Regions from separate parts of the Mus musculus genome. Here regions 1, 2 and 4 are each linked to region 3. The links are chromatin contacts, called in public Hi-C and HiChIP or PLAC-seq maps. All regions are on one chromosome and are shown on one strand. Each heading gives the region's core, a stretch centred on a gene start, on an enhancer-like site or on the middle of the called end of the contact. The rest is flanking DNA. Distances are from core to core; before and after follow the strand shown.

The links. A called contact is a pair of places that touch in the nucleus more often than the background predicts. HiChIP or PLAC-seq counts read pairs in DNA pulled down with a chosen protein or histone mark.
Region 1: a contact with region 3 is called in a Hi-C map of muscle stem cells, with 5 times the contacts expected there. The contact joins the promoter of Aamdc here to the promoter of Gab2 in region 3. A contact is called at or near these places in 4 of 39 promoter capture datasets (the 3T3-L1 cell line, cranial neural crest, hippocampal neurons and 1 more), 6 of 484 Hi-C or Micro-C datasets (the G1E-ER4 cell line, cerebral cortex, embryonic stem cells and 3 more) and 1 of 9 other capture datasets (adipose tissue).
Region 2: an H3K27ac HiChIP or PLAC-seq map of bone marrow-derived dendritic cells shows a contact between it and region 3, with 5 times the contacts expected there. The contact joins the enhancer-like site here to the promoter of Gab2 in region 3. A contact is called at or near these places in 7 of 39 promoter capture datasets (the C10 cell line, the HPC-7 cell line, cranial neural crest and 3 more), 2 of 15 datasets of contacts at CTCF or cohesin (the G1E-ER4 cell line and pro-B cells), 18 of 484 Hi-C or Micro-C datasets (B cells, the Ba/F3 cell line, the G1E-ER4 cell line and 11 more), 16 of 115 datasets of contacts at active chromatin or transcription factors (the 230-238 cell line, acute myeloid leukemia, bone marrow-derived dendritic cells and 11 more) and 1 of 9 other capture datasets (adipose tissue).
Region 4: a contact with region 3 is called in a FOXA1 HiChIP or PLAC-seq map of pancreatic cancer cells. The contact joins the promoter of Kctd14 here to the promoter of Gab2 in region 3. A contact is called at or near these places in 1 of 39 promoter capture datasets (the C10 cell line) and 2 of 115 datasets of contacts at active chromatin or transcription factors (acute myeloid leukemia and pancreatic cancer cells).

Annotation. Positions count from the first base shown.
Region 1 is chr7:97,575,381-97,581,777 of GRCm38.p6, forward strand. It overlaps Aamdc (adipogenesis associated Mth938 domain containing), which reads right to left and starts at 4,117. Exons shown (of 5, transcript NM_001177945.1): 1 at 3,986-4,117; 2 at 208-311. The coding sequence starts at 273. It overlaps Rsf1 (remodeling and spacing factor 1), which reads left to right and starts at 4,516. Exons shown (of 16, transcript NM_001081267.2): 1 at 4,516-4,725. The coding sequence starts at 4,524.
Region 2 is chr7:97,353,428-97,360,109 of GRCm38.p6, forward strand. No RefSeq gene overlaps it. Among named protein-coding and RNA genes, the nearest start is that of Alg8, 15 kb to the right of the region's middle. Within about 2 kb of position 1,889, at least 115 of the 459 cell types and tissues checked have an H3K27ac peak or open chromatin away from gene starts, as enhancers often do. A contact at or near this core is called in B cells, the Ba/F3 cell line, the HPC-7 cell line and 11 more, where this site is marked.
Region 3 is chr7:97,080,163-97,086,661 of GRCm38.p6, forward strand. Gab2 (growth factor receptor bound protein 2-associated protein 2) reads left to right here and starts at 1,589. Exons shown (of 10, transcript NM_010248.2): 1 at 1,589-1,744. The coding sequence starts at 1,664.
Region 4 is chr7:97,447,771-97,454,139 of GRCm38.p6, forward strand. It overlaps Kctd14 (potassium channel tetramerisation domain containing 14), which reads left to right and starts at 3,564. Exons shown (of 3, transcript NM_001136235.1): 1 at 3,564-3,776; 2 at 5,542-5,692. The coding sequence starts at 3,715.

The DNA of each region.
Region 1 (6,397 bases), core at 2,867-5,366, 500 kb after region 3:
GATGTTATTTTACGGCCTCATGGGAAAGCTGAAGTAGCAGGTGGGGTGGGTAACGCCTTTAATCCCAGCACATGGGAGGTGGCAACTGAAGGGCCACTGCAAGTTTGAGTCATGTCTAGTGAGATACTTTCTAAAACACTGACAGAAAACAAACAAACAAACAAACAAACCACAAAAGAGAAAAGAGAGGGGCATGGTGGAACACACCTGTGATCCCAGCACTTGGGAGGTGAGGAGGAGGGTCGGGAGGAGTTCAGGGAACCTCACATACATAGTCAGTTAGGGATAAACCAGGACTCATGGTACCTTGCCTGAAAAGAAACAAAACAGCTGAAAGTCAAGACAGAAACCTGATAAGGTTTACATAACACGTAATCAAACCTTCCACCTCCTTCAAAGTTTCTTTTCATAGACATTCTTTCACAAAGGTATAATTCAAAATATTGTGTGCCTGGCTTTTTGTTGTTACAAAACAGCTGATAGAGATGAAGTCTGGCTCATATTTTCCTTTCTTTCTTTAAAGATTTTTTTTTCTGTTTTTAATTTTCCATGTCATGTGTGTGGATGCCTGTGTGTCACAGCATGCTTGTGGAGGCCAGAGAACAACTTGTAAGAGTCAGGCCATCACAGCTTTAATCACGGCACCGTCTCACCAGCTTCTGGGTCAGATTCGCTTCGGTCCTTCTCCAGATTCTCCTTTGTCCTCCCCTACCTCCACATTTTGCATTTTGAGACTTCTATCAAAATTCTTAGTTTGATATTCCCAATTTCATATCTAAAATGCATATCTTCCCACTTATTAAAACTTTGCAGTAATAATCCACAGCTATATTTCCTCTTATTAACAAATGTATTTATTAATTTATGAGTATATATGTGTGCCTGAGTGTATGTATACTTCACTTCCTGTGAGCAGATGACTTTAGAAGCCAGAAGAGGGCACCAGATGCTTAAAAACTAGAGTTACAGGTGGTTGGGAGCTGTTGGATACAGGAACTGGGAACCAAACCTGGGTCCTCAAGTCTAACCTTAGGTTCTCTGGGAAGAGTTCTCTTAACTGCAAGCCATCTTCAGCTGTACTGTCTCTCTCCTATTTGAGACAGTTTTACTGTGTAGCCCTGGCTAGCCTTGAGCCCTGAGACTGCCTGTTTCTGCTTTTTGGTCCTAGAATGAAAAGCCTGTGTCATCACATCCCGCTACAACCATATTTTCTTAGAAACTTAAACAAACAAACAAAAAACCTAAACCCTTATTGTAGTAAAATATATGTAACATAAAAGAGAACCATTTAAATCATTTTCAGTACTATTAAGCATATTGTGCTTTGTAATTTTTTTATCTCTCTCCCTCTCCCTCTCTCTCTTAGAGAGAGGAAAGGTCTCTTTACACAGTCTTGGCTTCCTTAGAATTACCTGGCTGGCCTTGCACTCACAGAGACATACCAACCTCTGCCTCCCTAGTGCTGGGATTAATGGCATTTTTGATTTGAGGGTTTGTTGATCAGATTAAGACTCGCTATTCCAGTGGCTAAATATAGATGGCTAAGTGAATAAACATACTTGGTCTTCTTCCAGAGAACCTATGGTTCCTAGCACCCAAATCCTGTGGCTTACAAGGGGATCTGATGCTCTCTCTTCTGGATTACGCAATACGCATGTGCACATAAACACAAGATCATTTAAAATACAAACAAACAAACTGGTTATGGTTGCACACATCAGTAATACAAATGTTCGGAAGGTTTAGGCAGGAGGACCAGAAGTTCAAAGCCATCCTATCTACATAGGAAGTTGGAGGACAGAATGGAATACATGGGACCCTGTGTGAAATAATAAAATAAAAGGACTCATTATTTTTGGACCTAGAGAGATGGCTCTGCAGTTACTGCTCATTGCTTTTGTAGACGACTCAGGGTTCAGTTGCCAGTACCCACACCTATAACTCCAATTCTAGAGGAACGATGCCTTCTCGCCTCCAGCGGCACCTGTATACATGCAGTGCACATAATAAACTCAGGTAAGCACACACACATACATTAACTAAGAAAAAATAAATCTGAAGACAACATTTATTTTAAAGACCAGTAAGATGGTCAGTAAATAAAGGTGCTCACAGAGGAAGCCTGGCCACTCAAGTTCATTCCCTGGAGCACGCATAAAAGGTAGAAGAACAGAAGTGATTCAACAAAGCTGTCTTCTGACATGCAGGCAAATAGCGCAAATGTCTGCACACACACAGATAATATCTTAAAAGAATCATAATTCTAAGTAATAACTTTCAGAGAACTTCTTTCCTCTTGAAAAATGAGTTTCTTTGCTAATGAAAATGATATAGACCATTATGGTTTTCCCTCTTTTTACCTGGAAACACATAACATTCTTTAATGTTTATCTGTGAAGCCAATGCCCATGTTCCTGGCATAATTATTTGCCTATTAAAAAAAAACTTTCTTTAGTCACACATTTTCCTATTTAATCTGATTTAGAATATGTGTTGCTTTAGTTTTAGGAAGTAGGTGTTATGTAAGTTTTAAATATATTCTTAAAATTTTGGCATAATGTAATAAATTGTAGGCTCAATATAGCTGGATTCAATCTAGATTATAATTTTTTTATAAGAAAGATTTGATTCTTTGAAACAGTCTTACTCTATAGCCTGAACTCAGAGTTCTTCCTGACTCTGCCACCTGCCAGGACAAGAAGGAATCTTTCAAAGTACATTCAATGTGACAGAAAAACATACTAACCACTTTACTGTGAACTATCCATGCTGTAGATATTATTATTCACTTTACTAAAGTTCAAAGTAACAAAGAAACTTCGGAAGGTTATAAAGTAATTAGGGATAGGACTCAAGTCTGGTTCAACTCAAACTTACTTCCTGCTCCTAAGCATACAGTATACTGCTTCCTAAGCTGCAGGTTCTATTTATTTTCCATTGTTGATGACTTTCCCCATTCTGGGATTCTTTCTGAGAGAATGCTACAACCAACTCTGGAATGGAGTAGAACTCTGCTTCCTAACAAGCTTACTGCTGTGCAGCGAACTCCCAGCTTTCTAAGTAGAATCCTAGCTCACCCTCTAGACCTTGGCCAACTTAGAGCCTGAGCTGAGCCCAGAGTCTTCTTAGCATCTTAGTTCCCGAGTAGAGAGTGGTTCCTCAGATTTGGTCACCCAGCAGAGGCAATTCCTCATTAGTGATCCACAGAGTACCTTAGGCCCTGGTCCACCGGTTCCATCTGGCAAGGAAGCTCTTTAAACAGGACAGTAAAACAACTCAAAACAGCTTCAGGAAGTCCCTGAAACTAACCAGATTCATTAGGTCTCTCTCTGTCAGAGCAAACAGTAAAAGGTGATCGTCTCTCTCAAACTAAAGGAAGTTGAGCTGAAAAAAAAAAAAAAAAAGCCTCTCAGACAAGCTGCACTGCAAAGAAGACTCTGAGATGGGACCAGCTGCCTGGGAGGAGCAGAAGCCAGCTGAGCTGCCTGGAAGAGGTTCAGACCAGAGTCACTTGGAAAGGACATGCCAACGCAGTGAGCTGCCTGCAGGCTGTGCAGTTTTTATAATCTGTCACCCATGCTGGGGTGGGCCCTGGGGTCGCAGCTGTCTCTGAGTCATTCCTGCTCCTGTAAGTGACCCCTTATCCATGCTCCTGTTAAAATAAAACGCATTGGTTCGCCAAGTTGGACTTTGGTGTTATCTGTACTTCGGTCTGTCGGTGGGAGCTCTGTCTGGGGTGAGATGTGTTTACCGTCCCCCCAGGAAAAGTTTGGTCACACAACACTCAGGAGAGGGCAACACCCCTCAGCAAACTTTCTGAGACTTCTCTCCAGGGTCCCGCGCCAAGCCACAACCGCACCTTTCCTTCTCCTAACCTCTCTCCTCCCTGCCATTCTCTTTTGCTGCATCTTGGTGTCTCTCTTCAACTCCCTCTCTGTCTCTCTCTCTTGGTCGTCTCCGTTCCCAGATCCCGCAGAAAACTCACGCAGCGCTTCTGTTCGCGGTTGTTCCTCCAGTCGGATCCGTGCTTCACCTTTCCCTGCAGCTAGCCGAGGGACTCTGAGCCACAGCGGTTCAGCCACCAGGCCTGGAATTCGCCTTCAGCCGGCCCACACCCGAAGCTCCGCCCCCTCCCCCCATTGGCTATCGTTCTTAGAAAGTCCCGCCCCCAACCTCTCCGCCCCGCTTCCCTTGTTTTCATTCCCCCTGTCACACGAGGCAGTAGCGACCCCGAAGTGGGAGGGAAGAAGTCGGAGCCTTGAAGTCGTAGAGGGAAGGGGACGGGAAGAGGGCGGAAAGTGAAGGGCCCAGAGTGCCTCTCTGTCCCCGATCTAACTCAGTTCTCGACTGCTCCGGGCCGGCGTGGTATTGTGGGATCGCGGCGCCTGGCGCGAGACGCTCGCCGCCGCAGGGGCGTCCACTCGAGAGCGCCTCCTGTCGTCCGTAAAGCTACCCTGCCATCCCTCGGTCCCCCCAACTCCTCCCGCCCCCCCATCCCCTCCTCCTCCATCCTCCAGTTCAAAATGGCGGCGGCGGCGGCGGCGGCGGCGGCGGCAGCGGCAGCGGCGATGGCTCCTCCGGGCTGCCCGGGTTCGTGCCCCAACTTCGCCGTAGTCTGCTCCTTCTTGGAACGCTACGGGCCGCTGCTGGACCTGCCCGAGTTGCCGTTCCCAGAGCTGGAGCGGGTGCTGCAGGCGCCGCCGCCAGACATCGGCAACGGAGAAGGTAAGCGATCGGCCCGAAAGCCCGGCGGGAAGCGGCCCTGGCGCGCTTTAGCTCTCCATAGATACCCTGGGGCTCTGCGGCCGTCCCTCGCCAGGGATTGGCCTCCGCGGAGTCCCTACTCCTCGTAGCCCGGGGGTTCCTGGGTGCTGGGGAGGCGGGGCGGAGGCCCCCTAGGGCCACCGTGCCCCGCGGGGACGGAGGTGGGGGCGTCGCGGACCGGGTGTGGGCTAGGGCCCAGGAGGGGGTATTGTGCCGGCCTGACGCTCTGGGGCCGGGTCCCCCGCGCCGGTGTTGCCTCCAGTTCTTACCCCTTTAGGTGGCGGGGGAAGGGGAGCGCAGGTTCCGGCCAGCTTTGCGCTTTTCTCTTCCCCTCCTCCCACCAATCCGCCCCACCGTCTCCCGGGAGGCTGGGCCCATCTTCTCTCGGCGCCCCCTCTGCTCACTCCACCTGAGTGGGCGGGGGCCCGCGGACACTCCGCTCTCCCGGTGGTGGGAACTCCCCCGAGAGAGTCGGCTCCTGCCTTTTCCCGTCCCCTGGAGGGCTGGTCTAGCCCCCCAAACTCCTTCCTCCTTGGGAGATCTGAGTCTATGACCAGAGAGGGGGCTTCCCCCCTATTCTCGCGTAGGAAGGGGAAATGAACTCGGCCCAGCTTCTCCGCTCTGGGTAGGAGAGGGTTAATATCTCCTCCTCCATAGTTTTTCTCCTCACCACCTCCCCCAAAATAATAGAAAAGCATCTCTCCACTTTTCTCTATCCCTTCCCCCTATCTCAGCTACAGGGCTTAAGGGAAGAAGTCACTCTTCCATTTGCTGGCTGGGGTGGGGTGGTTAGTCTGTAGGCTGGAGGAGGGGCTCAGATGGCTGGGGAAACAGTTGAAGAAGGTGCTTGTTGCTCATGTTTCTCTCTGGTGCCGCTGGTCTATTATTGGTGTTCGCAAGTGGTGCTCCTTCCACATAAGGCCACCGCGCGGGTTCAGGGCGCATGCTCTGCCCGGCCCCATTGAAACTTCCTGCTGCTGCTGCTGGTCGTGGTTCTTTTGCTGGAGCATCTCAGCGCTGTGTTTGCTGCTTGCAGTCTTTACACGCTGAGCGCTAACCCTCTCCCCTATTAGTCCCGATCCATTCCGCTCCTTTTCTGGTACTTTATTTCCCTAGGAGAAGCCTAATTTGTGTACTCCGAACATTGCCTTTGTTTAGCGACAGCCCTTGGCAAAAGAAGAAACGTTTCCCAAATAGGTCTTCTTTTCTTCTTTTTCTTTTGATCTGTGCGTAGATGACCAGGGTGGACTGGGTATTGTACAAGGCATGATAGCTGTGACCTTTCTAAGAAAGCAGAGTTGCTTTTTTGTTCTGTATAGAAAATACGTTTCCGATATGATGTATTTACATAGCTAAGGAAAGACCCAAGTGTGAACTTATTCAAAGTATTACCTGTAGAGAAAATGTGTGATATACAATGTTATTAAGTATTAATCCTACAGCAGTTATTGGTACAATGGTCGTATACTTTCTTTCCACTTTCTCTTTTGAGACTGGCCTGGAATTCTGTATACCATGCTGGCTTGGAACTCTTAGGAATCCTCCTGCCTCTGCCTGCCTCGTGCTAGGATTAAAGGCATTTGTCACTACGCCAGGCTCTGCATCTCTTTACTGGTTCACAGTTCTTAGACTG
Region 2 (6,682 bases), core at 639-3,138, 270 kb after region 3:
TTGAAAAGGTGGTTGGGTCATGGGTAGAAACTCATAATTGGATGAGTGACCTTCTAAGGGAGGCTGGAGAGGACGCCCTTGCCCTTTCTACCTCATGAGAGCACAGTGAAAAGATGGCCGTGTATCAGCCAGGGAGGGAACAGCAATACCTCGGATGATAAATGGTCCACAAAAGTCCACGGATGAAAGGCTTGCTTCCCAGGAGCCTTTGAGAGGTGAGTGGTGGGAGGTTCTTAGCTCACTGAAAGGAATTGTGGGTTTGTGTCTCTCTATCTGCCTGCCTGCCTTTCTTCCTGACTTGAGATGTAACTTCTTCTAACACGTACTCCTCCCATGATGTATTACCCTCACCACAGGCCCCACTCAAAAGGAAACTTTTTTTTGAGACAAGTTAGCTATGTAGCCCAGGTTGGCCTCTCAATGCAAGCCTAGACTTGCCCCCAAGTGACAATCCTTCCTTAGCATCCTAAGTGCTAGGACTACACACGTGGATCACCATATCCAATCTAAGGAAACTTGATAGTTACTGGGAATTGAACCCGGGGCTTTGTGCTTGCTAGGTAACCACTAGGTTTTATCCCTGACTACAAAAACCAAATCTCTCTTTATTTCATAAGAACCTATATCAGATACTTTTTATAGTCACGGAAAGCTGATTTAATGCATAGTTTTTCGATGGATACGTAATGTACCTCAATCTTAGACTTAATGGCCTCTAAAACTATGAGGGAAAAAGTTGTATCCTTTAGGGTCTGTTTCAGAGCCAGGATACTCACCAAACTATGTACAAAGCCCTAGGTCCTATCCTCAGCACTGAAACAAGGCTTTCTCCTATTGGTTATAAACCTTTCTGTTTATTATGTTCCCCCCACCCAAACTATGACATCTGCAAACTCTGCTAAACAACAAACATATCCCATAGATGTGATCTGTGAGATCATAAAACCCATATAGCCACATTTGGGAAGGCTGGTGGGAAAGAGAGGCGGGCTCCATGTAGCATGGACCTACCTCAAAAGCAGACTGGCCAGCCTGGTGATGCTTCCAGAGACATATCACCTCGCTCTTTACAACCAAATTTACCTCTCTGCCCTCATTTAACCTCTGAAGAGAAGCTGCTGTAGCTGCACCTGGTTTCATAGATGAAGACACTGGGGTGCAAGCAGGTGAAATGACTTGCCTGTGGTCACACTGAAGTACAGTGCCCTGCACATAATATGCTTTTAGCTAACATTACATTTAATTAAGTAGCATTTAAGTGGCCTAGTTGGGGGAAAAAAAATCTTCCTAGGAACTGATCAGACTGAGTCCCCTTTCAAAGTTATATCCATTCAACTGTGAAGCCAAGGACAGAATAGGATGCCCAGTGCCAAGGCTCACAATCAGACTTTCCTTTTGCAAATGACTTTGAGTGAATCTCTTCACTGTCCTGGGCCTGAAAGCTTCCTCAGCAAAATGCAACATAGCAGCTATTCTATCTACGAGCTAGAAGTCTTTTTCTAGCCAGAGCTGGATGGTAAGATCACCTTCCTACCATAGAAACATCCCAGCAGAGCTCAGAAAAAGCCATGTTTGGTTTCAGGCATCTGTCAGGCAGAGGACTGGACTCTTGTGTTTCCAGTCAGCCTTTCATCTTGTGTCATGAACGTGTAACCAAGATGCTAAGTTGATGAGCCATCATAAGACTATTTTACACTGTGTTTCCCAGTGTGGACTGGATTGCACTAAGTGCTATAGGGATAAGTGGCCAGGCAAAGTGAAGTCACTCAAAGAGTAGGTCACACCAGGAGCCCTCGAGAAGCTTTTGTGAGGGTGTGGCTCATGGTGTCGCTGCCTCCTTGACAGGAAGCCAGAGTAGACAAGCAACGCTCCCAGACCCAACTTTGCTGAGGAAGACAACAGGCTCATTTTTAATCAGCTGGTGACAGAAAGCAGAACCTTCAGGGACTTTCCAGAATGTCACATTTGTTGGCTACTTTTGGCACAGAATCAAAAACACTAAGTTGAAAGCAAGCTTGGGACAGGCCACTTAAGATGGAGAGGAAAGAGATCTGCTGTAAAAGTCCAACAGAGAAAGTTTGGATCCTGGCTCTGCCGCGCACCTTGAAACAGCAGCACTGTCCTGTTCAGTCTCGATGGCGGTGTGTAGAAATGGACATGAAAATGCCTGCAGTCGGGAAGATGACCAGCTGAGGCCAGCCTGTGCTGCCACAGAGAGTGCGACTGCCTCCTGCCTGCATTCTTTGTTTTTCTCTCCAGGCAGCTGTAGCCATGGGAGGTCCTCAGCTCGGTAAATTTCGCAAGGCCAGACTCCAGGGCCCCTGACGCCTCTCCTCTCTTACCCACTATGCTGTACATAAAAGCTTCTCTTCATACTTGGAAGCCTTTCTCCTTTCAACCCCTTGGTCAGTGAGTAGTAGCTCTGAAACAAGAACTCAAAGCCATAGGTTCATTTCCTAGGACCCACCAAAACTCAAGTGGGACATAAGCAGTGCTTAGATTTCCCTAACAGCCAGATTTGGATAGTTCTGCCAGTGATTGCCAGCCTGACCCTACACCTTCTACTCCTTTGCAGAAACCTGATATTGAATATCAGCCAGACTCTTAGGCTCCACCCAAATACCCACACCGCTCCTTCTTAAGTAGATCTTGCTGCCAAGAGCCAGAAAACTAGACATACTATCTCTCATCGATCAATACATATATTTGTCTCAAATTCCAGTATCAATAAAATCAGGATAAAACTTAACAATTAAGAGTCTAATTATCAGCTTCTATTCCTATGTGATAGAACATAAAATCAGCTTGTGTCTTGCCGTTGTCATAGGTGAAGTAAAATCCGTCGTGGCCTAGCTAAAACCCTCACTGTGAGTCTGTGCAGTTCCCTGCACTGTTTAGGCTCACTTCTTCCTGAGTTTACCATCTTATCGCCACCCATTCTCCCACCTAGGCCATGAAGCTGGCCATCAGCCAGCCAAGCAGAGAGGCCTTCAAAAAAATCAACCCTGCTGACACCTTGTTCAAGGGCCCCAAGACTCTGGAGAAATGAGGAAATCATCTGCCTTTGTTTAAGCTGTCCAGCCTTAATTACTTTGTCCTAGAAGCCCTGTGAGAGGAGAAGGAACTGGAAGGAGGCCAAGAGGGAGGGAGAATCTTGCACTCCCGTTTTCTGCGCTGCAAACCATGCCCAGGTCCCAGGACACAATGAGGCAGAGCAAGGGAAACCATACCTGGAGCTCCCATTGATACTCTAGAGGCTGCTAAAATCTGCATGCTTTCTGCTTTGCTTGAAAGATTTTTCTAGTTAGGCATGAGTCCTAGCACTTGGATCCCTGTGAGTTTGAGGCCAGCCTGATCTACATAGTGAGCTCCAGGATGGCCAGGGCTCCATAGAGAGACTCTGTCTTAAAAAGAAAAAATACATATAAATCCAGACAAGCCAGAAGAAAACTTCCTCTCCAACGGAAAGAGGAAGGAGGACCTGCTTGGTGAGTTCTGTCCAAGTTGAGTCAGTGCCCTGCTGGCCAGTCCCCAGCTAGAGTCTGGAGTGGTTTGTTCTCATGTGTTTGAGGACTGGGTCAGCAGAATACATCTCAGGATTGTTTGTCTGTTTGCCCTTGTTGCCTCATGACTCCAGACAAGAATGCCAAAACTCATTCTCCCACCAGCACGCGCCAAGAAGTCCTCTTAGGGATAAAATGCCAAGATTAATGTTAAAAGGCTCAAAGACTTTCCCAAATGTCCCATGCCCGTGAGCTGGTAGGAAAGCCAGCAAGGGGCAGGAGGCAAGAGTTCCAGGGCCCGGCCTTGGCTCTTTCTCTGACAGGCTGTGTAATGCAGATCTGTTGTTTTGCCTCTCTGGCCTTGTTTCTGTGTGAGGGAAGCAATGGGGCCAGATATATAAACAGGTCCTTCCCCATCCAAGCACAGTAATGAGTGCCAGGGAGACTGGGGCACGAGCCTAGGATATATTCAGTTTCAGAAAAATCATCGACCAAGGTGGGCAGCAACCAGTAAGGAAGCAAAGCAGGGAGAAGAGCAGCCCCCTTCCCTGGCTGGAGAGCTAGGCAGGGTCTGGAGGGGAGTATCTGAACTGAACTTTAAGGAAAGAGCAAAGTCAAGTTTACAACAGTTACAAAAGAGCAGTGCTGGAGGCAGAGAAGGGTCTGGGCATCTAGACACGGCTCTAGGATTTGCAAGTTATGTCGCTTCTGTGCCTGATTCCCTCATTCACTGGGTACTTAGCATATGAGAGGCCCTAATTCAATAATATTCAACATACACACACGCACAAACACATATGTTGCACTTATAACTCTGGAGAGTTTTGTGTGCTATGTTAATTCAGCCAGGCACACATCACTAAACTGGAGCCAGAGTCTCTCTCTAAGTAATTGCCTCCAACTGGGATGCTAAGGCATTTTTGAGTGAGGAAAGACAGCAAAGATTTTGGTGGACCCTGTCCATTCAGGTTTCTATCCTTCCTCATCGTGCAACCATTACATAGCAGAAAGAGGGCTTGCCCTGAGGAGCCTACATTCAAATGTGAGCAGATAAGCCCTCTGCTCCTCATAATTCAACACGACACAGCTGCCACCAGACTTCAGTCATCCACACACCACCTGCCCTGGGGGTCAGGGATGACTAAATGGAAAGTAACAAAGAGCCACATGAAGCCTGGGATGGTGGCACACACCTGTAATCCTGTCCCCGAGGAGGCAGGAGCAGGGTGGCAAGTTCAAGGCTGTCTTTCCCATGCCTCTTAAACTTCTACTATTTGACAGTTCCATGCATGTATACACTGAGTAGGAGCATTTTCACCCCCATGGCCCATCTCATTCCCCACTGCTCCTTCTTTCCCCCAGCAAGCCTCTCTGGCTTTGATGCCTTTTGTTGTTTTGGATCCACTAAGCTTAACTATGGTTGCTTGCATGTGCAGAAATGGGGCTCAGTTACTGAAATATGAGCAACTCATCAGAGGCAACTAAGGAAAGGACAGCCCGTCCCACCTAACTTTTTCACTATTAGCACAAATTTTAACCAGGTAGTTGACCAGACTCACCCCAAACATATATGCGTGCATTTGTGGTTATCAGATTCCTCTGCTTCCTCACAGCAAACTGGTCACATGACCGAAGGACGGTGTGGAGCTTTCAAGATGGTTCAGCAGGTAAAGGCATTTGCTGCCAAGCCTGATGACTTGAGTTCTATTTCTGGTATCCACATGGGTAGAAGAAGAGAACTGTCTCTAGCAAATTGTCCTTTGATCTCCACACATTTGTTATAGCATATATACACACACACACACACAAACACAAATTCACAAATACATACTCACTCACATGATAGATGGATGGATGGATGGATGGATGGATGGATGGATGGATGGATAGATAGATAGATAGATAGATAGATAGATAGATAGATAGATAGATAGATAGATAGATGGATGTGAAACTTTTCTGGGAAATGTCTCTATTGTGAAGGAATATGACTTTCTTTCTATACCTCCCTTTCTTCTGCTACCTGAAATGTCAGGTGTATGTAGTAGCAGTCATCAGAGACCACACTATGAAGACTGCAGCCCCAGGATGATGGGCGACAACAGAAGAGCAACCTGGTTTTGATATCATGGCATGCTGGGCCATGGGCTACATTTACACTTCCATCTATGAAAGAGACTAAATACTGTCTTAGTAGATTTTGACTGCTATATAATAAAAATAGCATAAGTTAGATAACTTAAGAAATACACACATATTTCTCATAGTTCTGGAGGTTGAGAAGTCTAAGATCCAGGTACTGACCACACCAGGTGTGGTGTTTAGTGAGGCCCCACTTCTGGGTTTGCAAACACCACCATTCCACTAATCGTATCCCATGAGGAGTTCTACTCTCATGGCTTACTCGCCTCCCAAAGGCTTATTTCCAAATACAATAAGCATGGGAGTAGATTAAGGTCTTTTTTTTTTTATGGTTTTAGAGCTTTATTATGGAAAGGCAGGGGGAAAAGAAAAGGTAAGGGAGAGAGAGAGAGAGAGAGAGAGAGAGAGAGAGAGAGAGAGAGAGAGAGGAGAGAGAGACCAGCCATGGCCAAGAGGAGAGAAGGTGGAAAAGGAGAGAGAGAGAGAAGAAAAGTTAGAGAGTCAAGAGGGAAAGAGAAGAAGAGAGTAAGAGGAGAGAAGAGGAGGAAGCGAGGAGAGGAGGAATCGAGGAGAGGAGAGGAGAGGAGAGGAGAGGAGAGGAGAGGAGAGGAGAGGAGAGGAGAGGAGAGGAGAGGAGAGGAGAGAAGAGGAGAGATTAAGGTCTTAATGTGAATATTGGTCTGGGATGAAAACTCTCAGTCCATAGCTTCATGGTAATAAAGGGCTAGGGGTAGACCCTGGAAGACTGTGTCAAGTTACAGGAGGTGGCTGGGGAGGGTATATTTGAGACATAGACAGTTTTATTAAAATTCTAGCATTCAAAAGTCTAAAGCAGGAGAAGGCCATTCTGGTCTTCAATAATGACTTCAAGGCTAGCCAGCCTGAGCTACAAAGTGAGACCTGATAATAATAATAATAATAATGATAATAATAATAATAACAATAACAATAATAAGACAACAACTAAGAAGAAGGAAAGGAAAAGGAGAAATAAATAATAAACACCACCAACTGCGGTGGGAGATGGTCAGAGCTTG
Region 3 (6,499 bases), core at 339-2,838:
AGGTCCCTTCATCTCTCAGAGTGACTAGAATTGCTAAGCACAGGTAGGAATCAGCTTTTATAATTGAAATGGTTAAAGATTCCCCAATCCAAACAAAATCTGTTAGACTAAAAGATGTCCAACTATCTAAAATAACTAGCTTTGGTGCACCCAGAGAGAAGACTAAAATAATCCAGAAAACAAAGGTTATGCTGAGGCATTGCAAGATGCTGCCTCTCCGGTTCATGCATCAACCACACAACTCCCTGTTGATAAAGTGGGTTACTAAGCAACTTCATGAGAAACTAGAAGGGAACCTACCTTTTAAATGCTGTTTGGAAAGGTACTTTGTGAGTTAAAAAAAGAACTCTTACCAAAGGTTTTGGTTTTGCTTTTCTTTTTCCTCCACTTTCCCCCTGGAGCACTGGTGTTGGGTGTTTGCTTCCTGGTCCTTTATCTCAACCCTCTCAGCACAAGCCAGTGAGAAAAAGATCTCTATATTCACATTTATATAGGAGAGATCTCTTATAAAGTCAATGAGTGGAAACTCTGGACATTTTTATCACAATTTCTTGTTCTTTTATACCTCCTTGTTTTCCAATTCATTGTGTTCTGCAAAACTTACAGTTTCCTTTTACTGGATTCAGTTTTCCCAGAGGCACTATGGGAGAGCGCCAGCTGGACTTTGTTTCTCAGCAATAAGATCTAGTCCCGTCCAGTCCCCCCACACCCCCCCCCCAAGCACCCTTTGATCTACAGACATTACTGCAGTAATGTCACTCTGGGAAAAAAAAAAAAAAACAGGAGAGAAGATTCCCCTCCCCTCCTCCCAAAACACCTGGATTAGAAAGGCCTGCATTGTGTCAGCTGTGTGGCTTCAGGCTATCTGTAAAATGGGTATAATTATGACCTATCCAATTTGTAAGGCAGTGAAGATAATCGCTGTGGAAGGTGAATGCAGTAAGCTCCCAGCACACAGTATGTCTGTTTGCTGCTTCTCTGGCCTAGAGATGTGAGAGTTAACTTACAGTGAAGCAGGACTCATTTCAGCCAGAATCGGACTTACTGAAACCTGAAACTGTGGGAATGGACAGGAAACCGGAGCAGTCCTTGGATCTCTGTCCTACTCTTCCACGACGCTGGGGAAGAGGGGTTGAGCATAGGCTCAACGTTCGACCTAGGGTGGATAGCCTCTGGCCTTCCCTCACCCTAGCACCGGCACCACCCAGAGGTCTTCACGACCCCGCCTGCAGCTCCAGGCTTAGAGGGGGGAAAAAACCAACAACAGCCACCAAGACCCTGAGGACGCAGCTGCTGGCGACAGCTCGTCTCACGGCCTCCGGGCCTGTGGGGTCCAGGCTAACTGGCCTCTGCGCCGGCTGCCCTCGGGGACCTCGCGGGGCTGTGGGCGTGGCGAGCGCCCGCCTGCTGAGGCGCCCTGGTGGGGCTGTGTGTGTGTGTGTGTGCGCGCGCGCGCGCGCGGCCGGAGGGCGGGGGGGGGGGGTGGAACTCGAGCGCGCGCAGGCAGCCGGGCCCGCGCGCCTCACTGCCTCGTCCTCGCCCCGGGGCTGCCGGGCCCCTCCCCTCCCCCGCGAGCCGCGCACCGGCAGCCGGCTGACCCAGCAGCCCGCGCCCGCGCCCTTGTCCGCGCGAGCCGGCGGCGGGCTCCAGTTTAGCCGGCGACATGAGCGGCGGCGGCGGCGACGACGTGGTGTGTACCGGCTGGCTGAGGAAATCGCCTCCCGAGAAGAAGTTGAGGCGCTATGTGAGTGAGGCGAGCGGGCGAGCGGGCGCGGCCCGGCGGGAGGGCGGCCGGGGGCTGTCCCGCGGCCTCGGAGATGGGGGCGCTGAGAGAGGCCGGGCGCGGCGAGCCGGGGCCCCGCGGCCTCCGAGGGCGAGAGCGGCGGGCGCGAGTGGGGCGCCTCACACCTGTCACAGGTGCGCCGCCGAGGGGCGGGGCGCAGGTCGGGGCTGCGGCTGCCGCCTGCCTCCCCGAGAACTCCTCGCTCGCCGAGCCGAAGTTTGGAGCGATTGTTCCGGGCGACCGGGAGAGTAAAACGCCCGGGGCCGAAGGAGCCGAGTCGCCCCGATCGGGAGGGTAGGCTGAGGGGCCGCGCGGCCCCGGGCCCACAAAGGGCGAGGCGCCGGCGCCCCTCTCCCGGTCCCTTTCTCTGTCCGCCCCTCCCCGGTGGCCGCCTTGCTTCCTTCCAGTCTGCGGCCACTACATCACGGGCAGCGTCAGCGGCATGTGCAGCGCTTGTATTAAGTGACTCATTTGTTTGTCCCCCTTCTTTCCCATTATTCCGAATGTTTCTCACATACCCCCCCCCCCCACACACACACACCGCGGTCCTCCGCCCCACGGGGTGACACTGCAGTTTGGTCCTCAATAACTGGCCAGAGTTTTGTGTCGTCTGGTGTCTGGGGTCTGAAGATGTGGCTCTGAATTGCTAGGTGGTGCGAGCTGGCTGTGTGTAGTGAAATTGGTGGGACGGGCCGTCCCCTCTACGTGAGAAACTGGCAGTTGGGGTCGGGGCACCCACTTCTTGTCTACCGAGCTCAGAGAACAAAATGGTGCCAGGATCCGAGATTGGGGTAGTCTGAGGAGTTTAGAAACGGAAAGTCCGTTAAAGGAGTGCAGGTCCTCCCATCTTCTCGCTCTCCACTTGCCAAGAATCGTCCTTGTTCTGCTGCCTGGGAGTGCTGGACTCTGAGAAATCACTCCCACAGCCTGGAAGTGAGCGGTCGCTTCCAGCTGCAGTGCATCAAGGGAGCTCCCAACAGACCCTGCCCTCTGTCAGCTGCACTAGTGGCTGGCCATGGGGGACAGAAGCTTACCAGAGTTTCCTGTCTCTACTCCCCAGATCAGAATCAAGGGACTTCTGGCCTCTGGACTGAGGAAGTGACATTCTGTTTTTCAAAGGAAGTGTTGTTGGGGAGTGCAAGTGTGTCAATGAAACCAGGCTCTGACTTAGGTCACTTGCTTGCTGGGAAGAGGGGGCAGGGGGAAGGGCAGGGAATCTAAGGATTTAGTGCATGCCTTTTGAAAATGGACAGAGATTTGGCATACAGTAATATAGTAGGGGTGTTTAAGCTTGAAAGCTCATTTGGGGGGGGGAGTTGATATGAGTAAAATATTTTAATTACTAGGAGCTTTTTCTTTTGTTTTGTTCTGTTGCCTGTTGCTGTAGCCTAGGCTTGAACTGCCAGCACTTACACTTGGGAAACAAGAGACAGGAGGATCAGAGGTTCAAAACCAGCCTAGCTTGCTACTTGAGACCCTGTCTCTCATTTGCATACCAAACAACACACACACACACACACACACACACACACACGCACGCACGCACGCGCGTGCCCATCATGGATGCACACAACTTCAAGATGGCTTAATGGGTAAAAGCAGTGTCCCTTAAGCCTGTTGACTTATGTTTGATCCTCTGGAACCCATATAAAGATGGAAGAAGAGTTCTGACCTACACACTCACGCTGTGGTGTCGCGTACACTCACACAGTCTCTCATATACACAATAATAGTTAAGAAAATTGTGTGGGGTGACTTTGTCGGGATTGGGTGGGGTGGTTGTTCACGCCTACAGGCATGAGCATGCATCCAGTATCTGGAAGATGGAGGCTGGAGTGGCAGGCGTTCAAGATCATCCTGGACTGCTTAGTGAGCTCAAGGCCAATCCAGACTACATGACCTGCCGCTGAAATAGTGTCCAGTTTAAAAAAATAAAATAAAGATTTCAGATTAGAAAGGAATGTAGCATAGTTGATAGAACGTTTGCTTAGCATACAAGATGTCCTGGGTTTTATCCGAGTACATCATAAACAAGTGCTGGGTGGCACAAGGCTGTAATCCCAGCATTCCAAGGGGGAGGGGGAAGGAGGATTAGAAGTTCAGGTCATCCTTGAATTTGAGAAAACAAACAGAAATACTACTTTAGAGATCTTTGGAACTTTGTTTTTTGAAATAGCTTGTAAAAAAAAAGTCGATACTCGTTGCTACTTTGACTCAGGACTGGATGAAGATACAGACTTACGAAGATTCTCTTTATGACCTAGCTCTTGAGTATTTTTTAGAACAGAGTTAGCTCAGAATAAGCCAAGTTTGGAGGCTTGTGTTAAACACAGATTTTACCCTTTTAAACTCCTTAGCAGTCTTGGGTCCTCTGGTGACCTCAGCCTCCTTCTCACACACATTCCCTTTGGCTCCAGCCCCTAGGGCATCTGACACATCAAGCAACAGCTTGGTGTGCCTGGAAGCCTCTCCCACTGTAGAAAGAAGTTTAGCCCTCCTACTTGAAACAGCCAATCAAAATAACTTATGCTTCCAGTACAGCCTCCTTCTACATCCACTACATTTCTGGAGTAAACAGTTGGCTTTTACACACACACACACACAGGATTGAATGTAGGTCTTTTGGGTTCTTGGCAAAAGGTCTATCACTGAATCTCAAACCTTATATTTACTTTTTCCTTTAAAAATCTCTGCCAACTGTTTTAGGTTAGATCCCTGCCCTTGGTTTCTTAGAAGCCCAAATTAATTAGACTCAAACTTAGAGGTATTTCCCAGCCTGATTGGTACATGCACAACCCCTAAACAGCTGTTGTGACTGATATACATAATAGTCATGTGGAATTGTAGATGAGCATTTCTTTATTTTAAGGATGCATCAAGTATCAGAGATAACGGGGAAAGTAGCATATTAAATGCATGATAGTTAAAGGCTATTTTGAAAACATAACTCCCTAAATTGTTGGAAAAGGTAGGTAGGTAAGTAGGGGAAAAACACAACTTGGGAAAAGCTATGTTGTCAGGAAATTAGTTTGTTTTGTGATAGGGTTTCACTCAGCAGTCCAGATGGCCTGGACCTCACTGTGTAGCCCAAGCTAGCCTTCAATTTGACATAATCTCCTGATTCTGCCTCTCAAGAGCTGTTTTTGAAGGCCCATGCCACCACGTCCAGCAACTGGGTTTTGTTCTTAGGGATTTTTTTTTCTCATTGGATTTTATAACTGATTATACATATGAAATAACAGCTGATCTAGAAAATATTTGTTGTGTGTACTAAAGACATTGGGTAGGAAGGAAAAGGAATATATTGAGTATTACCCTTGGTGCAGCATGTGGTTGCACTGAGAGGCTGACAAAAGAAACAGCCTCATTCCCAAGTATGTATCTGAGTCCATACATGCATGAGATCACACAAATACATCTATTTAAATGTTAAGCAGGACTTCTGTGGATTAAAAATTTACAACATACACTGCATTATAATTTATTATAATTTCATAGTGTTAAGGATTTGAGGGGAAAGAAGATTGGTTACAGCACTGCCCCCTGGTGGTTTATTTGAAGAAAGTTGTATTGGTTCTAATGAAGAGCTGAAGGAGGCAGTTAACTTTTATTACCATCGTTAAATATGCGTACTACAGGCTTTGGATTAGTTAACCAACTCATCCCTTCACGGTTTGCTGATGACTTTACCTTCTATCATAAAGAAAATCGATCAGGGTATGGCCATCTGCACAAATCCTAGTCAGTATTCCAAATTTACTCAGTGTTTATGATTCTCTTCCTTTTTTCCTCTTCTTAGAGTAGATAAGGTGACCCACTGTCAGAGCTAATTCTACTACCTGTACTTTGGTTCCTATTCTCTCCTGCCTACTAAGACAATTCTTTCCATTTTTGGTAATTTTTAAATTAGTTCTTTGAGAATTTTGTACAATGTATTTTGATCATATTCGCTCTTTGCCCATCTCTTACCATATCCAGCCCTTTCCGTACCCGCCCAACGTTCTGTCCTATTCTCCCCCAAGCCCATCAAACCTAATTTATGTTATTCATATAATCTTGGATGTGTGGCCTGGCACTGCAACATGATCAACCCATCAAGGGCCAGGACTAAAGGGTGCCACCATGCCTACCTTACTGATATTTATAAAGGACCATATATTTATTTTACTGATTTTTATCTATTGCTTTTCTGTTGACAGTCTCATTTGTTTTCAGTTCTTTATTATAACTTTTTTCTAGTAGCATTTGGTTTACATTATTTTTCTAAGTTTATGTTTTAATGTGGGAGCTTAAATTACTGATTTGAGACTTTCCCTCTAATATATCATTTAGTGCTATAAATCCCCTTTGAAGACTGTTATTCTAAAATTTTAATCAGTTGTATTTTCATTTAGTTCAATGTATTTTTTTAACTTTACTTGAGACTTTCTTTGATTGTTTAGATGTATGTTGCTTTGTTTCTAAATGTTTAAAGATTTTCTTGTTATTTCTCTGTTCCCAATTTTTTGGTTGGCTCCATTTGGGAATAAAACACATTCTGTATAATAAAATTATTTTAAGTTTGTTGAGATTTATTTTATAGCCCAAGATATTATTTTCTTCCTTTATTTCTTTGGGTACTTGAAATGATGTTTATTCTACTATCAAGAAGTAAAATAGTCTACAAATGCCAATTAGACAAGGCATGGTGGGTCATGTGTATAATCTTAGCACTTT
Region 4 (6,369 bases), core at 2,314-4,813, 370 kb after region 3:
CCCTTCCCTGGTCTCTCTCTGGGTTTGGATATAAGTTGTAATTTCTCCCTCTTTTGCATGCCCTTAATGCCATGCACCATAATGTAACCCAGCCTGGGGAGTCCTCACCAGAGACTGAATCAATAGGGACTTCTGATCTTTTGGCCCCCAAAACTGTGAGCTGAATAAATCTCTTTTCTTGATAAAGTACCTAACTTCAGGAATTTGGCTATAGTGACAGAAAATGAACCATTGCACTCTATACAAAGCAATTAATTCTGTGTGATCAAGAGAGGAGAGTCATAGTCTTAGTTACTTTTCTATGCTTTGATAAAGCTCTCCGGCAAAGGCAAGTTAAGAGAGAAAGGATTTGTTTGGTACACATTTCAGGTTATAGTCTATAACAGTGTGGAAGTCACAGCGACAGGAACCCATCTAGGCTGGCGCTCAGCTGATTTCTCAGTCTTGTTCAGTGGGAGACGCCTCGACTAGGGTATGGCGCTACCCTTGGTGGATTTTCTTACATCAATGCAATCAAGATACTCATCCACAGACATGTCAAATTCCAAGAGGCCAAATTCCAAGGTCATCGCAATGTCTGTCTAGCTGACAACACTATCACAGTCATAAAGTTCAAACTTGGCTCTGAACAACCAGCCATGTGATCTTCATTTAATTTCTTCAAGCTTCCGTTTCCTTGCTCCTGGAATGTTTCTAGAAAATTTGTAGGTGTCACATAAGAGACAGTGCTCAAGCTGGGCATGGTGGCACACACTTTTGATCCCAGCACTCAGGAGGTAGAGGCAGGCAGATTGCTGTGAGTTCAAAGCCAGCCAGGCCTACAAAGTGATTTCCAGGGCAACCATGGTTACATAGACCTTGTCTCAAGCAAAACAACAACAACAAAAAAAAACCAAAAACAATGTTCTACGAGTGCTCGTTTTCCTTATCCTTACCTTTGTACAGCCCTCTAATGAAAAGAATCAATTCAAGTCTCTCTCAGGCAAACATCATCCTCCATCAAGACTGAGCTTACATTCACAAGAAGAGCTTACCTCCTCTCTGAAGCCTTTCCAGAGTCCTCACATTTAAAAGCCTTATATTTGCCTCATAGTGTTGCTTTTTTAAGTTTACCCCTTTACAGTAACTAATGTCAATACAGAGATGTATTAACAAAGAGAATCTCTCCACTTTTATACCCAACCAATAATAAAGATCGTTAGCACTTGGGGAGGAAAGGTTTTTATTTGGCTAATCTCGCCTAAGTCACAGTCCACGGACGGGAAGCCACCATAGGAACTCAAGGCAGAAATCTGGAAGCAGGAACTAGAGCAGAAGACATCTCATTTAATTCATTTTATGATTTTTTTCATAATATTTAACTGATTATATTCATTTAATTTAATTGGCTTGCTCGGCTAGGCTTGCCCAGCTTGTTTTCTTATACACCTCTGTAAAAGCAACTTTTATTTGCCAGGTGTAATCGTTGTCTTGGAGGCTTAGTGCTGAATAAGCGCACCCTTTCTAGCTCTTTCTGAATTCTGGATGGCTGGTTCAACTCAGCTTTTCTGACACAAACTTTTCTCCAAGCTGACTGACTCAGACTGGCTTCTCTCAGCTTATGACCAAATTGCTCTGTTTGGCCTCAAACTGACTCTGGCAATCTGTTCTAATCTTCTGGCTCCTTCTCAATCTCTGGCTCATTCTGTCTTTAGCTGTAACCTGTCTCTGTAGAACTGTCCTGGTAAAACTGTCATATCTATCTATCTATCTATCTATCTATCTATCTATCTATCTATCTATCTATCTATCTATCTATCTATCTGCTGCTTTCTTAAGTCCCTTCTCTTTGTTGTCTGTTCTCATGAGAGTTGGGCATATTCTATCTCTGACTCATTCTGTCAAATCTTTTTCTGATTTGTCACTTTGTCTGCCCCTAATTAGTCACATCCAAACATGGCTACTTCCTTCTACGAACTAACTTTACCTTCATTGTTTGGAATTCAAGGTGTGTACTAAGGTCATGTCTGTATTCCAGCCAGAGACGGTAAAGGCGTACTATTCCAGCTGGATCCCACAGGCCTAGAATGTCTTTGGATGAGATCCCTTTACCAGAGTAGCCATGTTGCTGGATTAAAATTCCTCTACACACCCCAGGACCACCTGCCCAGGGATGGTACAGCCCATAGTGGGCTGAGTTCTTCCACATCACTCATCAATAAAGAAAATCCCAGCAGGGCAGTGGTGTCGCACGCCTTTAATCCTAGCACTTGGGAGGCAGAGGCAGGCGGATTTCTGAGTTCAAGGCCAGCCTGGTCTACAGAGTGAATTCCCAGACAGCCAGGGCTACACAGAGAATGCCGATAAATGCAGATACAAACTTGCACGAGGATGGTTTGCTATACTCGTTATGGTTTTCACCAGCAGATCCCCACTACATGACTGCTGTAATACTATTCTATTTTTCTTTTTATTATTTTTAACTGTGCGTGTTTATGGAGCAGCATGTATATGTGTATGTACATGTGCATGTGTATGTATGTGTGTAGAGGCTAGAAGACAACTCAGGTGTCATCCTGTCTGTCTTTACACAGGGTCTCTTCTTGGTCTGGAGTTCATCAATTAGACTAGACTGGCAGGCAGGCAGGCCCCAGGGATCCTTCTGTATCTATTTCCCCAGCTCTGGGATTACAAATTGTACCACTATACTGAGTTGTTGATTTTGGCTTTTGCTGTCTTGTATTGTCTTGTTTGTTTATTGTTTGCTTGTTTGGTTTTGTTTTGTTTCTGTTTTTCTTTTGAGATAGGATCTGGCTGGCCTGGAACTCGTTATGCAGAATAGGCTGGCTTCTGTCTCATAGGGATCCCCTGCCTCTACCTCCTTGGTGTTGGGATTAAAGGCATGCACCACCACACTCAGCCATAGTGAGTATTTTTAATGGCTCTACTGAGACACCTCTCCAGGCTTACTTTTTTCTTGTCTCTTTCTTCTCGTGTTGTTGGGAACAAGCAAAAGAAATTTATTTTAAGTACTACCATTTCACTTTCAGACTCTTTTAATCAAAGGGAGAAAAATAAATTCAAGGTCCCAGGCCTTAGGGCAGCTGGGGACTTCCCAATGGCTGAACATCTTCTGTTATACACAGTTGTCTGAGTCCACACATCTCAGGGACAACCTGTCCATCTTGCTGGCAGGTCAAACAAGTTCATGCTCCCAGGCCTAGGAATGAACACCTATCCCACTTCTGTTTTCTCAATTGTCTATTACCTGGTAAAGAATACAGAAAGTGCATACATTCTATAACTGCATAAACAATTGCCTGTTCTGCCCTAATTGACTACGTGCAGCCAAGCAGCTCCTTTTCCCTTATCAGTCTGGGCTCCGGACCTAATGTTTAGGAGAGTGAATCAAGGACCTTGAAGCCAGGTGCTTGGATGCAGCCCAGTCTCTGATGGCTACTCCCTTGTTTAACCCACAATGTCACACACAACTAGATAACACTGCACCCCCCCCCAGCCCCCATTTGCTTTGTGTTCCCATCCTTTAAAGATGGTGTACAATCCCTCTTCTCAGACATGTTTCAGATCCAGAACTGGCCACCTCCTTGAGTGCTCAGAAAACAAAGCTTTCATTTTTAAGCTTCCATATCTGAAATGAGTTTTCTCAACTTTTACCCTGAACCCAACAGTGTATCCCAAGCTGGCCTAAAATTTGCTATGTAGCCAAGAATAAGGATGATGTTGAACTCTGACTATCTTCTCTTCCTGCCTCTACCTCCCAAGTGCTGGAATTACAGGTATGTGTGCATGTGGGGTGTGCATGTGCCTGTGGGTGGGTGGATGGGGCTAAAAGAGGGCATCAGCTTCCCTGGAGCTGGAGTTAGCAGGTAGTTGTGAAGATCCTGATGTGAGCGCTGGGAACCAGACTCTCCTCCTCTGAAAGAGCAGCAAGCACTCTTAACTGCTGAGCCATATCTCCAGCCCCCATCTCTCTTTTTAACACATAACATTGCATGGCACAGACAGACTGTGATTTAGTCAACTGTTAACTATCTAATTTTGCTAACACAAACAGATCAGTGGCAAATACATTCACCCACATACCCTTCAGAACGGTGCTTTTTGTTATCTCTGTCGGATGGAGTCCCAAAAGTAGGGTTCTTTCCCCCACCCCTTTGGTAGAGATGGCCAATTAATGTCTAAAGGTCACAGCAGTTCATATTCCAATCAGCAAGGTTTGAGCACCTGTTTTCCTTCATCCCCACAAGTTCAGGCATTTTGTTCTTCTATTTTCCAATTTTCTTGCCTAAGAATAGTATACATATACACCGTTGCTCCTTCAAGGGCGTTTCCTGAGTTCCTTCTCAACTGCACTTATGATTTATTTCGGCTACTTGAGCTTTTCATTTTTGTGGGTCTATTTGACTTTTAAAAATCTCCGTGGTCTTTTTAAAAATTCGTACGTCCTTGTTCTTTACTCATGTCTAAGTCACTCTTTGGTTTTTGTTTTGTAGCTGTGTGGATGGGACTCCGGGCCTGGTGCACGCTAGGCAAGCGCTCCACCACTTAGCCGTGCCTGCAGCCCAGTGTGCTCAGGTTTTAGATGCTTGCTTTTATTTGTTTAATGACATTAAGTAAGCTCCCACTGTATCCCAACAGTCTCAGCACTAAGGGGCCCCCACAGGTTTCTGTTGACTTTTCCCCCTCTGCCTTGTTTCCTTTTGTGCTTTGTGGTTTTGAGCTGTGGGTTTGTTTGATGAACTGCTTGCTATCTGTGTACATTCTTTGAAACTTGGTTTAATTATACTTCCATTCAGGGAAGGTTTTGTTGTCCCCTTCTTTCCTTCCTTTCCTCTTTCCTAGTGGGGTGCCTGTATGTGTGTGTTTTGCTGGGGGTCAAACCCAGATGTCATACATCCTAAGGGAGTGTGCTACCACTGAGCTATAGCTCTGCTTCAGTTTTTATTTTTCTTTGCCAAGTATTAATTTGACTACCTAGTCAGTTTCATTTTTGTTAAATTTCTGGTGGTCGTCCCTGCTGCTGACCACACTGAGCCATAGATCCATCGGGGTTCTCCCCTGTAGCGTAAGTATTTTTAAAGAAGTCTTTTCTAGCACAGAACTAAGGAATAAAACAGACAAGTTTCACAACATCTATCTTTGAGTGGCAGATGGTTTTCTTCCAATTTACTATTTTATAGTCTCTGGTCTGACATCCTACCCTCAGAGAGCCCCAGGATTCGTCTCCTAGTTCCCCGTTTCTGAGAAATTACAGGTTACTTGAAGTTGATGGCTGCCCAAAGAACCAATGGGGTCCGTGCTGGATGTCTCAGAACATGTCCTTAAGTCTTTAATCCAGCTAAATGAGCACTAACTAGAAGAGTTTTACCAAAGAGGCCAAGTGGGAGGTACAGACTTAGAGTTCCTCAGGGGCGGGGTGTCAGGAACCTCTCCGGCTGGTAAGTTATCTACACGTGGCAGGACTGTTCCCTGCCCATAAGTTATCCACTCAAGACAGCGTTGTGTACCCAACGAGAGCTGAGAGCCGTCTTTTCCTGCCAGGATGAGCCTGCCCGCAAACCAGATCAAGGAGCCCGGCAAGCAGTCTCAGCCCGCAAAATCGCTCAAGGAACCCAGTCAGGAGGCTCTGCCTGTAAACCTACTCAAGGAGTCCAGCCAGGAGTCCCGGATCCTGTGCCCTGACCCGGCCATCGTAAGTGCACCCCTGCGTGGCCGCTGCTCTGGTTGTCCTGAACACCCCACCTCCAACCCCTGCCGGCGCTTTCCTAGCTCCATTCCATTATCTGCCCCCTATCCTCTATTAGTCCCGCACACACCCCCAATCGACACCCTCCCCCGCCCCGCCCCTCCACGCTCTTCTCCGGAGTTTTCTCTTTTGTGCCTGTTAGTAAACTTCTTTGCTACTTGTGCATTCCCGCCTCTGGCTCCACCTAGCTCTGTGCAGTCTCTCATTTGCCCTTTTCTCCCCTGCTCTCTGTCTGCACTTAGTCTGCTTTAGTTCCTGCGTGTGTTCCTCTGAAAACCTCTAGCTTGGTGTAGTCCCGGAGGTGGAGGGTGGGGGAGGTGGCTCCTTCGGTCAGTCCAGTGGCTCTGCCACCTGGTAGAGGTAGCATATCCAGCCTGCCTGGACAGATGATTTTCTCTGACTCCCACACTGGCCAGCTCCAGCACTCCCTCTCTGCTTACTGGCCTTCTCTCACGGACTCCCTGGACTTTGGGAGAAGGAAGAAAGACTAAGGGAAGGTGATGAGGCCAACACTGGAGATTTTCTCAAAGCTGTGCTAGACCCCAAGAAGGAAGTGTGATGAAGACTATACATGTCCATACAGGAAGACACAAACTCGGTTTTAGTTCATTGAACACACACTC